3 separate regions of the Mus musculus genome follow, and regions 1 and 3 are each linked to region 2. The links are chromatin contacts, called in public HiChIP or PLAC-seq and promoter capture Hi-C maps. All regions are on one chromosome and are shown on one strand. Each heading gives the region's core, a stretch centred on a gene start, on an enhancer-like site or on the middle of the called end of the contact. The rest is flanking DNA. Distances are from core to core; before and after follow the strand shown. Region 1 overlaps Srebf1 (sterol regulatory element binding transcription factor 1). Region 2 holds the start of Rasd1 (RAS, dexamethasone-induced 1). Region 3 overlaps Rai1 (retinoic acid induced 1).

The links. Promoter capture Hi-C pulls out the DNA fragments that hold promoters and counts their contacts. HiChIP or PLAC-seq counts read pairs in DNA pulled down with a chosen protein or histone mark.
Region 1: a contact with region 2 is called in a promoter capture Hi-C map of liver, with 2.1 times the contacts expected there. The contact joins the enhancer-like site here to the promoter of Rasd1 in region 2. A contact is called at or near these places in 2 of 39 promoter capture datasets (liver and pre-B cells), 11 of 484 Hi-C or Micro-C datasets (the AML12 cell line, B cells, ECoMG myeloid progenitors and 8 more), 2 of 115 datasets of contacts at active chromatin or transcription factors (embryonic stem cells and pancreatic cancer cells) and 3 of 9 other capture datasets (adipose tissue, embryonic stem cells and pancreatic islet).
Region 3: a contact with region 2 is called in a FOXA1 HiChIP or PLAC-seq map of pancreatic cancer cells. The contact joins the enhancer-like site here to the promoter of Rasd1 in region 2. A contact is called at or near these places in 3 of 39 promoter capture datasets (hippocampal neurons and liver), 5 of 484 Hi-C or Micro-C datasets (the P5424 cell line, cortical neurons, embryonic stem cells and 1 more) and 3 of 115 datasets of contacts at active chromatin or transcription factors (embryonic stem cells and pancreatic cancer cells).

The regions. Positions count from the first base shown.
Region 1 is chr11:60,203,901-60,206,600 of GRCm38.p6, reverse strand. Srebf1 (sterol regulatory element binding transcription factor 1) reads left to right here. Exons shown (of 19, transcript NM_011480.4): 3 at 28-206; 4 at 291-428; 5 at 524-745; 6 at 1,368-1,479; 7 at 2,000-2,214; 8 at 2,335-2,530; 9 at 2,624-2,700. Among named protein-coding and RNA genes, the nearest start is that of Mir6922, 2.9 kb to the right of the region's middle. Within about 2 kb of position 1,375, at least 6 of the 459 cell types and tissues checked have an H3K27ac peak or open chromatin away from gene starts, as enhancers often do. A contact at or near this core is called in liver, where this site is marked.
Region 2 is chr11:59,963,552-59,966,251 of GRCm38.p6, reverse strand. Rasd1 (RAS, dexamethasone-induced 1) reads left to right here and starts at 1,308. Exons shown (of 2, transcript NM_009026.5): 1 at 1,308-1,732; 2 at 1,886-2,700. The coding sequence starts at 1,447. The coding sequence ends at 2,442.
Region 3 is chr11:60,177,313-60,180,012 of GRCm38.p6, reverse strand. All of the region lies in intron 2 of Rai1 (retinoic acid induced 1), which reads right to left. Among named protein-coding and RNA genes, the nearest start is that of Mir6921, 22 kb to the left of the region's middle. Within about 2 kb of position 1,307, at least 17 of the 459 cell types and tissues checked have an H3K27ac peak or open chromatin away from gene starts, as enhancers often do. A contact at or near this core is called in pancreatic cancer cells, where this site is marked.

The sequences.
Region 1 (2,700 bases), core at 126-2,625, 240 kb before region 2:
CAGCAACCTTAAACTCTGTCTCTGCAGGGACCCTTCCAGGAAACACTCAGCAGCCACCATCTAGCCTGCCGCTGGCCCCTGCACCAGGAGTCTTGCCCACCCCTGCCCTGCACACCCAGGTCCAAAGCTTGGCCTCCCAGCAGCCGCTGCCAGCCTCAGCAGCCCCTAGAACAAACACTGTGACCTCACAGGTCCAGCAGGTCCCAGTGAGTGGGTCTGACCAGGAAGGTGGGGGGTGGGGACGCCTGGCTTGGATGCTGCTCGCTTACAGCTTGGCCCCTCCCATCCAGGTTGTACTGCAGCCACACTTCATCAAGGCAGACTCACTGCTGCTGACAGCTGTGAAGACAGATGCAGGAGCCACCGTGAAGACTGCAGGCATCAGCACCCTGGCTCCTGGCACAGCCGTGCAGGCAGGTCCCCTGCAGGTAGATGGCTCAGGCACAAGGGAGACTATGGGGGGGGGGGGAGGGTTGGCTGCGCATGTGTCTGTCCACCTGGTGAGATGCATCTGACCCCACAGACCCTGGTGAGTGGAGGGACCATCTTGGCCACAGTACCTTTGGTTGTGGACACAGACAAACTGCCCATCCACCGACTCGCAGCTGGCAGCAAGGCCCTAGGCTCAGCTCAGAGCCGTGGTGAGAAGCGCACAGCCCACAATGCCATTGAGAAGCGCTACCGGTCTTCTATCAATGACAAGATTGTGGAGCTCAAAGACCTGGTGGTGGGCACTGAAGCAAAGGTACGGCCAAAGGCCTGCGAGACTCAGGTCAGGGTGACCAGGGAAGAAATGGGGCACATCAGCCAGCCGGGGATGGGATTAGGTCAGTCCTCGTCACTTAGTCATATGCATCAACTTGTCTGGGTCTAGGCAGTCCCGTTTGCGGAGTTAGGTCTTATCAAGGGCAGCCTGGATAAAGAAAGCTGGTCTATGCATTGAGGGGGCGTGGTGATGAAGCACAGAAATCCTGTCCTGGAGGAACTGACTCCCTAGGGGAGTAGTGGGAATTGCAGCGGCTGGCTCCCATGTTCGGGGAAGAAACCAGGACCAGTGAAAGTTGTGGTTGTGAACTGGGTGGTCAAGGAAGGTCTCACCGTAGAGAGCTGAGGGTGTAGGGAATGTGAGGTGGAGACAGCAGGGGCCGCAGCTGGGAGACACCGTTGTGAGTATTCACAGGGTGACTTTTATCTCTGCCCTGTGGAGTGGGTACTGTCAGGAGACAGCAGCATAGGAGAGTTGTAGTCAGAAGGAACCGTCCCGTCCAGAGGCCCCGAGGCAGCTGTGACGCAGAGCGGCTCTTACCTGCTCTCGTACCTGTGGTCAGGTCCACTTGGCTGGCTGAGCCCTCTCCCTCTCCTCACAGCTGAATAAATCTGCTGTCTTGCGCAAGGCCATCGACTACATCCGCTTCTTGCAGCACAGCAACCAGAAGCTCAAGCAGGAGAACCTGACCCTACGAAGTGCACACAAAAGCAGTGAGTCCCAGCCCCTCCCCCCCGCCCCCCCCCCCTGCTGTCCTGGCCACTATGCCGTTGCTGTGAAGACACTATGACCATGGTCAGGTTTATTAAAGGCTTACAGTTTCAGGGGTGAACCCATGACCACAGTGGTGGCGGCAGGCAGACAGGCTTGGCGCTTGGAGCAGTAGCCGAGAGCTCAAATATTGAGACAGCCACAAGGCCAAGAGAAAGAGCTAGCTGAGAATAGTGTGGGGTTTTGAAATTTCAAAGCCTACCACAGTGACACCCCTCCTCCAGCAAGGCCACACCTCCCAATCCTTCCCAAACAGGAATGGGAACCAAGCGGTCAAACGGGACCCTCTGAAAGCCATTCTCATTCAGATTGCCACCCTGATGCTGCCTTCTCTATCCCTGCCCAACCTTGTCTCTGGCTCTCACCCTACCTTGGCCCCTGTTTTGAGCATAACAGAACCATCCAAGTCCTGGCGCTTGGCGGCCAGGCCTCTCTCACCAGCCCTGTTCTTTCTGCCTACAGAATCACTGAAGGACCTGGTGTCAGCTTGTGGCAGTGGAGGAGGCACAGATGTGTCTATGGAGGGCATGAAACCCGAAGTGGTGGAGACGCTTACCCCTCCACCCTCAGACGCCGGCTCACCCTCCCAGAGTAGCCCCTTGTCTTTTGGCAGCAGAGCTAGCAGCAGTGGTGGTAGTGACTCTGAGCCCGACAGTCCAGCCTTTGAGGATAGCCAGGTTGGACTCTGCAATATGGCCCCTTCCCTCTCCCAGCAGCCCTGCAGTCTCCTCCACCTTTTAGCCTCGCCTTTGGGGCTAGCTGAGCTCTATGCCCTTACCTCCCTTGCTCCCTGCCAGGTCAAAGCCCAGCGGCTGCCTTCACACAGCCGAGGCATGCTGGACCGCTCCCGCCTGGCCCTGTGTGTACTGGCCTTTCTGTGTCTGACCTGCAATCCTTTGGCCTCGCTTTTCGGCTGGGGCATTCTCACTCCCTCTGATGCTACGGGTACACACCGTAGTTCTGGGCGCAGCATGCTGGAGGCAGAGAGCAGAGGTGAGTCAGGTCAGCCCAGGTGTTGTCGGCAGAGACCTTTGGGACTTTGGATTTCCGGAGAACTGAGTTCTCAGACCTTTTCTTTGCCTGTAGATGGCTCTAATTGGACCCAGTGGTTGCTGCCACCCCTAGTCTGGCTGGCCAATGGACTACTAGTGTTGGCCTGCTTG
Region 2 (2,700 bases), core at 59-2,558:
AGGGACCACCAAATCAATACACCTACGTTGCATGGGCTCCAGGCAGGATGCCCACTGCTGATCTAGAGACTGGGTTTCTGTTGAAATCCTGGATCATAGTGCAAGCATCTGGATGGGTGGGAATGACTTTAGCCCTGCCTGTGGGACACCAAGACTGCCTGGATGGGCAAGGGGCATTTGTCAGCCACTCGGTCTCTGGGCCTCTCCTAAATAAGACGAGGTCAGAGCAGAATAAACACAGCTCACCTGTGTCGTCAGTTACAAGCAGCAGACGCGTCCCGTTTCTCCTCAAGCATCACTCAGTCCTGGTTACTGATCAACCTGCCACCGGCTTCCTCCCCTAGGCAGCCTCCCTGATACTATACTTTTATTGTTCTGACCAGGCCCTGGTCTCGGAACGTGTTTGTACTTAATCTTTACAATCAAGGAACCAGTGTCATCTTTCAGAAAGGGAAACTGAACTACAGTGAAGGTTGTGCTTCCAGGCCTCCTCTGAGATCATCGGCCCCAGTCAGCCACCTCAGTGCAAAATGACGATGAATTGGCCCACGAGAGGGGAAAGTCCCGAAAGCCATAGGAGGCTGTAGGTACTCTGGCCTGTTTTGATTTTTTTTTTTTAAAGGGGCTTGTCTCGAAGTATGAAGTCAGGTACAGACTCTCCTCTACTGAGGTCCCCATCGATCAGATTCTCTCTAGTTGGGAAAGTAGAGCACAGGAAGTCCATGACAGCGCTCCCCGTCAGGGTCCCCAGCCAGCCTCCTGCCCCTCTCCAGAGTGGCCACAACCTTAGGCATCCCAGCGGGTCCGTGGGGCTCCCTGCTTCCCTCTGGTGGCTGAAGCGCAAAGCGCGGACGATAACATAGAAAACCCACAAACACCGGACACTAAGCCCAGGAGAGCACCAAGAGTCCGGGGACCTAAGGGGTTGGCCCTGGGGCAAATGTCCAGCAAATCTGTTGCTATCATCAGATAATATTTTTTGGGGAAACTAAGGCCCAAGAAAAGTGGGTGTCTGTGCACTAGTGTTAAGAGAATGGAGATCCCAGAGGTAAGTGAATCAAAGGCACAGCCAGGACCTCTGCGGCCAAAAGTGGGAAGCGCCGGATCCCACTGGCCGTAGTTTGGATTTAGTTTTCCTTTCAGCGCACGTAGGTCTGAAGAGGAGCCTCAGGCTCCAAGGCGGAGGTCGCTGCGTCTAGGAGGAGCTGGGCGCGTCCGGGGGCGGGACGTGACGCACCTTAGCTGGGAGGTGCCTGGCCGGGCTTCGGCCAACTGAATATAAGGGCGGTGTGGGGCGCGGAAAGCCTGAGCCTGCTGTCTGTACCCAAGAGCCCAGACCAGCTCGCGCAGTCCCGAAGCCAAGCTCTTCCGTCACTCCGGAGTTCTCTGCAGCCCTCTCTCTACCTTCTCTCGGCCACGCATCCGCCCCTGGGGCCCCTCTACCCAATGAAACTGGCCGCGATGATCAAGAAGATGTGCCCAAGCGACTCTGAACTGAGTATCCCGGCCAAGAACTGCTACAGGATGGTCATCCTCGGCTCATCCAAAGTGGGCAAGACGGCCATTGTGTCGCGCTTCCTCACGGGCCGTTTCGAGGATGCTTACACCCCTACCATCGAGGACTTCCACCGAAAGTTTTACTCGATCCGCGGCGAAGTCTACCAGTTGGACATACTGGACACATCCGGCAATCATCCGTTTCCCGCCATGCGGCGCCTCTCTATCCTCACAGGTGAGTGGGGAGTCGACGGGGATAGGGGGACCGGAGTCTTGAGGGGAGTGGATGGGGCTGGTGTGTTGTGCTTGGGGCTTGCCCCTTCACCTGGGGTGTCTGCAGCTCTGTGCCTGGCAGCTGTCCTCACCTTTCCCACTCGTTCCCTTATAGGAGACGTTTTCATTCTGGTGTTCAGCTTAGACAACCGCGACTCATTCGAAGAGGTGCAAAGGCTCAAACAGCAGATCCTAGACACCAAGTCCTGTCTCAAGAACAAAACCAAAGAGAATGTGGACGTGCCGCTGGTCATTTGCGGTAACAAAGGGGACCGGGACTTCTACCGGGAAGTAGAGCAGCGGGAGATTGAGCAGCTGGTGGGTGACGACCCTCAGCGTTGTGCCTACTTCGAGATCTCAGCCAAGAAGAACAGCAGCTTGGACCAGATGTTCCGTGCGCTCTTTGCCATGGCCAAGCTGCCTAGCGAGATGAGCCCCGACTTGCACCGCAAGGTATCTGTGCAGTACTGCGACGTACTGCACAAGAAGGCTCTGAGGAACAAGAAGCTTCTGCGTGCGGGCAGCGGAGGCGGGGGCGACCACGGCGATGCCTTTGGCATCTTGGCGCCCTTTGCTCGCAGACCCAGCGTGCACAGCGACCTCATGTACATTCGTGAAAAAACCAGTGTCGGCAGCCAGGCTAAGGACAAGGAGCGCTGTGTCATCAGTTAGGAGCCCCCAGGGTCAGCCACACAACCTGAGGACCTTTTTTGTTCAAAAGTCAAATCGGATTCCTGGACTAGCGGTCCGTGCCACAGGAGCGCCAATTGGCCTTCTCCTTCCCTCCCTGAGACCCAGCCCGGGGAGACCAAGCCAGTAAGGGACAGTCACCTGCTGTGAAAGGAAAGAGAACTAGCTAAGACAGGAGCTGTCACCTCCGATTCTGGGATGCCAGGACCCAGCAGAGGGGCGCTTGGCATTTTTCTCAAG
Region 3 (2,700 bases), core at 58-2,557, 210 kb before region 2:
CCAAGCCCCAGTAGTGCTATCCTTACAGAAAGCCGAACTCATCAGGACAGCTTGTCCTCTCCACTCCATGCTCCCAGAAGGACCAGGGCTTACCTTACTTGTTGAAGAAGCAGAAAAGAAGTGTCAAGCTAGTAGCAGGCTGTCTAAATGCCACTAGGCTTTTGACCTTGGGCAAGTCTTTCACCTCCATGGGCCTCAAGGCCTGTGCCAGTTGTCCCTTTTGCTAGGAAAACCATTCCCAGACACCCATGCAACTCTACTGTGTCCCTGTTATCATTGTATTTAAAATGACACCCCTTGTGCTTCCTTCTAGTTCTTCAAAGCACTTACCTTTTGGCCTCATTACCAGTCTCCTCTCGAATGAAAAAAGTTCCATAAGAGCAGGGATTTTTGCCTATTTTATTCATAGCCATGTCCCCATTGCCCAGAACAATAAATATTTATTAAATGAATCATGCTCCAAATGTCACATTAACCCTGTGAAACTAAATCCAGACTAAGAAGTCAGCTGATAAGATACAAGGTATTTGGGCGGACTGAGAGGCATAAACTAGGTAGGGCCACAGGTCTGCTTCATACATTAAACACAGACCTGTTCTTAAGGACGGACGAAGAGTCTACTTCGGAGGTCTGTAGTCAGATGGGGGTTGGAGGCAGCTGTACACACTGGTCCCAAGCAAAGTGGGGGGAGAAGGAGCCAGAGCAGGGCAGCCTTTGCTTTAAGAGGTTACAGGTCAGAAATGTACAGTAGGGATGTTTTTCATTTGCAAAAAATGTTACCAGGGCTGGCAAGATATAATGGCTTAGTGATCAACTTCCATCCCTGAAACCCACAGTAGGGAGCACTAGCTCCTGGAAGTTGTCCTTACACACACACACACACACACACACACACACACACACACACAGACCAAAAAAAAAAGTTAGCAACCAAGTCTCAAGGGTTTTTATTGTTGTTATTTAAAGCAGGGCAAAGTTCAAAAGGACCATCTGTGGGTTGTCACTTGACCATCAGCCCCAGGTGTCAAAGACTGACAAAGTGGACACACACACACCCATGCACTTTAGCTCTTAGCTTCTTGGGCTGGGGACTTGGGTATTCAATGCAACAAGGAGTACCTAGATGTTCTCTGGCTCCAGAGCAGCAGGCCTTGGTAGGTAGGTAGCATCATGGCCCAGGCAAACCCTGAAGTAAAAGGTGAGAGGCCTGGGTGCAGGAAAGAGCTCAAGAGCTAGAGGTAGGAGTGTGGCATGAGCTCAGCTTGTAGAGGTGGTGTAGGAGGTGCCCTGTAACATTCCACAAGAGATAGGTAAGGCCCCACCCCTCCCCCCTCCTGGGACCCCTGCCAAGCTCCCATGTGGGGTTCATGACAGCAGTAATTACATAATTAATGGTACAATGAGCTGCCTCCTAAGGATAAGAGCCTGAAGGTAGGGACTTCAGTGTTTGCTCTTAAGCTCCAAAGCCCTACTCTGGCCCCAGAGTTGCCCCTATAAAAATTGCTCTGATGGTGACCAAGTGGGACAGAGGGACACTACTGGCTTTGTGCTTATCACAGTATTTATTCTTTATCACAGCCTCAGAGGGTGAAGGCCACAGAGCAGTTTCATGAGTGGGTGAGGGAGTTGGTGGGCAGAACAAAAACTATCTAACTAGGACCTGCACTCTTTCCTGCAGCCTTTCCTGTTGGTGTCCACTGACTCTTGAGCCCAGCTTGGCTCAGCCAAGCGTCCAGGTGGAGAGCAAGCAGAGCGCAGAGCTGAGGCTCCAGGGGATGTGTGTAGCTTAAGTCGCAGTGAACTGCCAAGGCGTCGCTGAAGGCCACCCAGGGGCAGGAAGAGGGAAAATGATGAAGGAAGCAAGTGGCTGCCCTCTGGAAGCTTCCAGAACAAACTCCCTCCTACAGTGGCTACTGCCTACCTACCTACCGTGGTCCAGTTCTGAGTTTGGCTGCTAGAGCCAGTGGTCTGGGTACCCAGGTGCTTTCAAAGCAGCTCTTCCTGTGTGCTCATGGGGACTCTAGGTCTGCTCTCGCAGTGGTAGCAGCAGAGGGTCTCTGGCTCATCACAGACAGTCCTGTCTGCAACCTCCTCGGAAGACAGCTTGGCATGGAAAAGCAACCAGCCCCAGGAACTGGGCACATTCTCCCTCAACACTCCAATCCCAAACCCGAAGAAATCAATGAAAATCCAGAGAGAGAGTCAGTAAGTTGTCCACCAGGCTCAGCAGTTACGTGCCCCAAATGCCTCTCTGTCACACAGAAACAGAGAACATGGCTTTCCTACTGTATAGCCCAGCAGGGAAAGATCTTGCTGCTTCCAGGAGTCTGGGTAGAACCTCCCCTGCTGCCTGCCCCAAGGGCTTCTCACTGCAGCAAGCTGACAGCCCAGGAGGTGCAGCCCTGGCCCCTTCTCAGTGCGGGTTCCATATGGGGGAGCAGGGCACTGAAGCCCCTCCTGCACCCGCCCCCAGGGGAGGAAGCCGCCTGTCAGGCCGCCTCGGCGTGTCAAATCCTCTTGCTGCCTAATTGTGAGACGGCGGCGTTTAAAGAAACGCTTTTCTGGCCGCCTGCCACACCGCAAACTGCTTGGTATAATTTTATTATTAAGGAGAGAGAAAAAGAGAAGGGGCTGGAGGAGAGAGAAAGGGGAGAGCAGAGGAAATTGCTTCGTCCAAGTCAGCTGGTGGAGTATTCCGCT